Regions from separate parts of the Hordeum vulgare genome. Here region 2 is linked to region 1. The links are chromatin contacts, called in public Hi-C maps. All regions are on one chromosome and are shown on one strand. Each heading gives the region's core, a stretch centred on a gene start, on an enhancer-like site or on the middle of the called end of the contact. The rest is flanking DNA. Distances are from core to core; before and after follow the strand shown. Region 1 has its middle 56 kb from the start of LOC123413286. Region 2 holds the start of LOC123413286 (receptor-like protein kinase HERK 1).

The links. A called contact is a pair of places that touch in the nucleus more often than the background predicts.
Region 2: a Hi-C map of seedling shows a contact between it and region 1, with 2.4 times the contacts expected there. The contact joins the promoter of LOC123413286 here to the enhancer-like site in region 1. A contact is called at or near these places in 3 of 6 Hi-C or Micro-C datasets (leaf and seedling).

What each region holds. Positions count from the first base shown.
Region 1 is chr7H:469,245,890-469,249,364 of MorexV3_pseudomolecules_assembly, reverse strand. No RefSeq gene overlaps it. Among protein-coding and RNA genes, the nearest start is that of LOC123413286, 56 kb to the left of the region's middle. Within about 2 kb of position 1,449, at least 3 of the 3 cell types and tissues checked have open chromatin away from gene starts, as enhancers often do. A contact at or near this core is called in leaf and seedling, where this site is marked.
Region 2 is chr7H:469,301,023-469,304,545 of MorexV3_pseudomolecules_assembly, reverse strand. It overlaps LOC123413286 (receptor-like protein kinase HERK 1), which reads right to left and starts at 1,402. Exons shown (of 2, transcript XM_045106226.1): 1 at 987-1,402; 2 at 1-8. The coding sequence starts at 1,022.

The sequences.
Region 1 (3,475 bases), core at 200-2,699:
CAAGACTGAGTCAAGAGTGAATCAAGTTGATCAACACACAAAGCGTACAAGATGTACCAAGAAGGATCAAGTGGTACCATGGTATGATAAACGTTGTGCATTACGCTTTGTGTAATAACCCATGATCTTCGTGAGAGCTTTATATGGGGTCAGGTGTGTTTCCATGGGATTGCGTCAAGAGGGAGATCTCATATGACCCATGGAGGATGAGAACAAGTGGTGATCGTCATCAAGATTGCGTTGTGCAAGTTCAAATGGAGCATCACGAAGAGATCATGTTTGAAGCTTGCCGTCCATTATGGTGGCAATGGATTTGTGAAGATGTGCTAAAGAGTGACTCACCCATAATGAGTATAGGGGAGCAATCAACTAGTCTTCACCGAGCCAACACAATCAAGAAAGGTGGTCCATCTTGAGGGAGTCAATATCTTCAACGTCTAGCTCACGTGGACTTTATGCAAGGTATAAGTTTGCCCTTGATAGGTTTTCTATTTTACCGGTCTCACAATGATAGTTGAGAGAGTACGTTACAAGATAGATTGTCGTGCAATCAAGGGGGTCTCAAGTGAGTAGCTTGATCGTATCGTTTATTGAGAGCTTAAACCATTGGCATCCTTGCATCATCTTTTTTGGTTCTTGTTTGGTGTTTCTCTTTGCGAGTTTCGAGCTTATGGTCATCTTTATGACAAGCTCTAGTTCATCAAAAACGGAGTCCATATGCATCTTCTGTGATGTTTTCGATCTTGGAGTTTTTGTCGGTTCTTCACTTGTAGAGATTTCACATCTCTATATCATTAGCATTTTTATACTGGCTCTTCTTATTATAACCATTTGCCGTTGGACAGTTCTTCTCGTCCTGAATCCAACTAGATTGAGTTTGCTTAATTCAGAGTTCATATGCGAAAGATATAACATTTTGGTATTCATCCTTTTCATGAAGCGTTGCCTCAGCCCCACGAGAAAAGATATAAATGGTAGTACCGCTGCCTGGAGCGGTACTACCTATTATGATCGGTAGTACGGACCTGACAGCGGTCGTATCACCATGAGGCGGAAGTTCTACGGCGAGTTCCGCTAGCTAGTGCCGCGAATCCTTTGTCTTTTCCGTGATACAATCAAACAAACTCAAATCTTGTAGAAATCCGGTGTGCATGACATTCTAACCCCGCGTTTTTCCTATTTCTGTGTTTTTACAGTCATGCGAGTCGAAGGTGCCCTTAGCATAGCTGCCCACTCTGCCAACTCGTTTCGTGTAGCACCCACTAGCTGTGCATGGGCGTGGCACTGCCGTCACCGTCGTGAAAGAATCCATAAAAGACGCGCACGAAAAAGAAACGAGTTGCTGTATTTTGCTGCCAACCGAAAGCGAGATGAGCTGAGCTGCGCGCGGCGCCAAGAGAAACCAGCTGGGAATAACACGGAGCGAACGACCGGCAGCGGCCTAGTGGTGTACCACGGCCACCCATATAATGGACGCGGTTTCGCAACCCGACAGTCACAAACCGTGTCGTGTCGTCTTGAGCAAACCTCAGGTTGGCCTTTTCTCTCTTCTCCGAGAGCAATTTACGGTGAAGACAATGTATGTTACTGTAGCGGCGGATGGTTGGCAGGGAGACATGGCTGAAAATATAACCAATCGCTTTGTGTTGGACTGAAAGATATAGCTGACAAACGGTGTATAATCCCGCCTGGTCGTCCAGCTCAAGCTAACTGTTCTAGACTCTTCTAGAATCCCATTCAGATTCTGAAGCTTCTTATTTTTGCTGCACCTTTGCACGATCTGGCCTAGGACATGTCTTGTGCTTGGCGCTACATATCTTCTCGTGGTGGGTAGACCGAAACGAAAATAAATTTCAAAGCAAAAGGAGATCGCAAGTTGACACATATAAAATCGAACGAATCGTGGTGCCGGACGGCAAAAAGTCGCGGAGCGAACTGTGCCGCACTCGCCGCGGGACCGCTACTGCAGAGACAAAAATAATGCGATGCGACAGGGCGAAACGGCAGGCACTGTACGTCTGTACCTGTACGAACCCCCATGCGTAGAACATCCCACGTTTGCTTTCCTTGCCCGATCGCCCCGCAAACTGCAACCCATAAGTTTTTTTAACACAATATAAACACAAGCGCTTATATACATCCGCATATACTTATTCCTATGAATGCATATAAAGACATCTTATAAGCACCTTCGAGAGACTGAACTGACATATCATCTTAAGATTTATGAAGTCACCGTACGTGTCTCGTCTTCGACGAAAATGTCTCGTGCCAATGAAATCATATCGTCAGAAAATCCTGAAATAAAACAGAAGTAATGTAAACATCAGGACTTAAACATTGATGAGCTAGGGATGACACTGTTTCTCTAACCATCCAACCACATATTGGTTTGCTTTTCTTTCTATTTTCTAAAATGCAGAAGGTTGGCAAACTCGTTTAAATTTCTTCAGTACTATCTATACCTTTACTAACAAAAAACAAGTATTCTTAATCTGTTATGCTATTTTGTGTTTTAGCCCTCCTCAAAAGCAGCATATCAACCCGCAATTCATCATACCACCCCTCAGTTTTTTCTCCACGCCTTTCACGTGACGATCCTCACGTCTTGCATGTCACGGATCGAAAACGAAACGAGATACAAACTATCTTTCTTTCCCCACCATATAAACCGGCACACCTTATAATTCCCACCTCCCCTCATGCAGGATTACACATTGAAAAAAAGCACACACGGATTCGCTAGGTTCCGCGGACCAGGAGCCGAGATATGAAGGCGACGGCAAACACAAGGTGCCAAGTTGCGGCGGTCGGAACTATGGGAACGACTGCAACAAGAACTAGCACTGGCTGGATCTCGATGTCACAGTGTTATCCTCGTGAGATCACGATGCCCACCTCCTTTGCCGGCGGCAACAACGGCGACGCCAAAGGCTAGTATGATAAAGCTGGACTTGTTCGACAACAATAGGAGACAAAAGTTAGGATGATGAGATGGCCGATGCAATGTTGGACTAGCACGCATGGCGGCACTCGCGCATGTGACACCATGGCTCAACAGAGCGACGCTCGTGACGTCTCTCGCTGACATGGGTGGAGATCATGCATTCAACACCGCAGCAGCACGTGCACAACACTATGGATCGCGGTGGCTCGCGTCGCATGGCGTGTGAGGGAGTGTGAGACTAAGGGATCCTCGGGCCACCGGTCTATCTCTTATGGGCCGGACAGGTGGGCCGTTGTGCGACTGTTACTTGAAGGCCGAGCTATAAGGCAACTCCATGTTCAAGAAGGAAACCTCCGGTGCTTTCGTGTGTACTCCAAGCCAAGATGGCACAATCGGCATGTTGATTCCCTGATGGCAACCCACCATCTATAACCATAGGTACCCTTGGCGTCTATATAAACCAGAGGGTTTAATTCGTAGTAAAGAGGAACCATCACCCTACTCATCTAGGATTTAGTTCATCTGATC
Region 2 (3,523 bases), core at 153-2,652, 55 kb before region 1:
ATGTTGACCTGAGTTACAAAAAAAATGTGCACAATGTTTGAGATGGCATGTACAATTTCAAGCTATTATCCTCTAATAAGCTTATCAAAGATGGATGCAGAAACATTCAGGAATTAGTAAAGCACAAGGACACTGGCAACTACAATTATCTAGGTACAGAGGAAGTATAACGGATAGTAAGGCAAGAACATCAGATATACAGAACAGCGCCAAAAGAGGCATCCACTCGCATGCCGAACCGAACTAGTCCTAAGCCCATGGGATCACACCATAGGACCCCCACTGAGATCAGGACGAAGCAATTAAAAAAAAAAGGCAAACCGAACCCTAACTATGGAGGCGTTCTTCACACTTCCCAGAATGAAGAACTGGATTTGTTTGCTCACAGCGAGAAAGACCAAGACCAACGGGGGTTCGTTAACAAGAAGACATCAGTCTAGGTGGGAATAGTATCTCCCCAATGCTGGATGGTAGCCTCGAGGCGTGCTGGGCGGCGCCAGCCAAGACAGGGGGTACGTAAGTGCTCGGCGGCGCCGATTTGGGAGAAGATGACGGTGTGAGAGGTTGAGAGGAGGTATGGACCAGACCACCGTTGCTGCTTGATGTTGGCAACAAGCGCCGAATTTATTCTACTCCGTATAAAATAATGAGGAATATGTGAATATTCAGAGTTTCTGCTCCATATATTTTCCTTTTTACCTACTACGACTAGGAGATTGCATCTTGCATTCTACTATCTCGTTACTCTTCCATTTGTGAGGTTGAAGGCATTTCCATGGCCAGCTTCAAATCAGAGCGAAAAGAGCAGCACTCCTACAGATTTTCCTTTCCTAATACGGAGTAGATGGTAAAAAAAAACCACACCGCTATTAATCCGGAGGGGAAAGAAAGAAGAAACAGCAACAGAAATGAAGAAGGCCGACAAGAACAGCACGCTCGTGAAAACACACAAGAAAGAAGAAGCTGGATCCGCGAGACGCACGCACCTGCCCCGGTCCACCGGAGCGCCCCGCGGCGGGCATTCGCCGAGATCCGGCCGAGATCGACGCCCCTCCGCCGCCAACCGCTCCCACAGCCTCCGGGGTCCGAGCAGCCCCGAGCCGGGCCAGCAAATGCTCCGGAGAAGCGCCTCAAGAAGAGGCAGAGCCCACCACCGTCACCGCCGTCCGGAGCGAGCCGGCAAGGAAAGGGGGGAGATAAAGGTGGCTTTTTTCTTGGACCTGGAGCAGTTTTCAGCTTTACGGAGCAAGAAAACGCTAGGCTGGAGAGAGGGAGGGAGAGAGAGACGGGAGTTAAGGCGAGGGGAGGGAGGTGAGCTGCCACCTTGTTGGGAAGGAATAATAACAGCTAGGTTCGATTCAGCAAAGACTGAGCTGACAGAGACGGTGCTGATGAGCTTGATTTAGTTTAAGTAGGACTACTAGTTTAGTTTAGTTTAGTTCAGTTATATGCGGAAGCTCTCCAGTCTGATTATTGCGTCCATCGCGGCTGGTGTTCGGCGGTGGCTGAATTTGGGGAATCATGCACATGCACATGCACATGGCCAGCCCGAACCTAATCCTAACCTAACCGTGTTACTATTTGGCGCAAAGCCGAAGCCCTGCTTTCTCCCTGCACTTACATGAGTTGAGGGATGCAACGGGAACACAACACAACCAGCGGTGAGGGAACAGTGGCTTGCACGGTAAGCCGTCCACATGACATGCCTGGAAAAGTGTGTCATATGATCATATCTTTTCTCGACCCCAAGAAGCGATCGCGCCTTTGGGTCCTCTTTGACAAACGAAACACAGCACATTTCTTCTTCTTTTTTCGGAAAAGAAATCGCTGCCGTAAGTAGAATCGCTTCTGTTCGTGGAGGGAGGGAGGGAGAGTGGTGCGCCACTGAATGAAGAGAGCGTGTGGTGGTGGGGGGGGGGGGGGGGGGGGCGGAAGCGTTCTGGACTGACTCCACAAAACGAAATCGGTATTTTCATCGATGCGTTCGTTTGACCACCATACCACGCGTGCATGCCCCCATCCCCCTGTTCAACGCATTTTCAGTTCCTGCCTGGTATTTGTGCTCCTCACGTCTCACGACAAAAAACGAGATGAATCAAATGGTAATGCTGTGCTCTATTTTATTTTAGTTTATTTTATTTTAGTTTGAATGTTTATTTTCTCTTCCACGTAACCTAATGAAAGTTTGTAGCAAGAAAAGGAAGAGAGAGGCGTTTTGGAGGCCTAGCTCCATGAAGGCCTTTATTTTTGAAAAATTTAAATTCAATTTTTTATGGTTTAAAAAATTTCTGAAAAAAATATGCATGTATGTAAGGATGTAACCCACATGTATGTAAAAATTCATGATGAAATACCTTGAGTTGCAACCTGTATGAAAAAGACAAATTTATGGCATCGGAGGATGAATAGTATCATGTGTTAAACAACCCTAGATTTATCTTTTTTGCATAGCCCTCATTTCAATGTATTTTAAACTGAAAATTTACACACATGTATGTTGTATCTTCATGTATATCTGTATTTTTTTCAGATTTTTTAAAATGTAAAAATATGAATTTTGATAAAGTTTCAAAGTTGAATTTGGAGGCCTCATTGGAGGCCCAGCTCCAAAAGGGATTTCCGGAAAAGGAACCAATACCTTTAGGGATGGACTAAGAAGCGCGACCAGTACTCAACAATCAAAACATTTTAATTCCCCTGTTAAACATGGTTCCAACATCCTTGAAGGGAGATCATTCGTGAGCAGAGGCAACAAGAGTGGAGCCACAAAGAAGCTATTTTGTGGCTGCTTGCTGGATGATTCTCTTCTTTTATAGTTGTGCTGGCTGATGTCTTTTTGGGTGTGTTTTCGGTGGTGCACCTTTATGATGTTTGCGATTCATGTGTCAAAGGTCTGTGGTTATAGCCGGATAGGGAGAGTTTGCTCACCTGCCAAGGTGATCGTCGAAGGGTATGTTTGCTTTATGTCATCAAGTGAAACGGTATGGGTCGGTTCCGTTCCCAGAACCCATTCGGATGTTTGGATGGTCGAAGAAATCGAAACCACCTAATTCCAGAGAATGACATATTCCTTGATTATGTCGTCCCAAGTGATTTCTTCAATTCGAGCGGACCACATGGAACCGTTCGCTCCCACGACCCCACAACCTCGTAAGCCATCGGAAAAATCCACTCCAAGCATCGGGAGTCGCGTTCATGCGACGTTGGCCGCAGTTGGGAGTAGCCGCTCCAAGCACCAGGAGCCATGGCCAGGAGCAGCCGCTCCAAGCGGCAGGAAGGGTCGCCACGGTTGAGCAACACATGCCCGCGGAAGCAACACAAGTAACCATATGTTTCCTCCAGGAGGTTGTCCATCCGTCGAGCTTCAAGTCCACCAAGGACCATCGCTCCCAGTTCTGTGCCACCAAGCCGCCGTCGTTCCGCATCAACGGATGAACAAACTAGGCCGCCAGAGGGGGAGACGAGAGGGCCGAAGACTTTGGTCGGACCGCTTCTCAAATTGACCTCGACACCTAGGTCATGC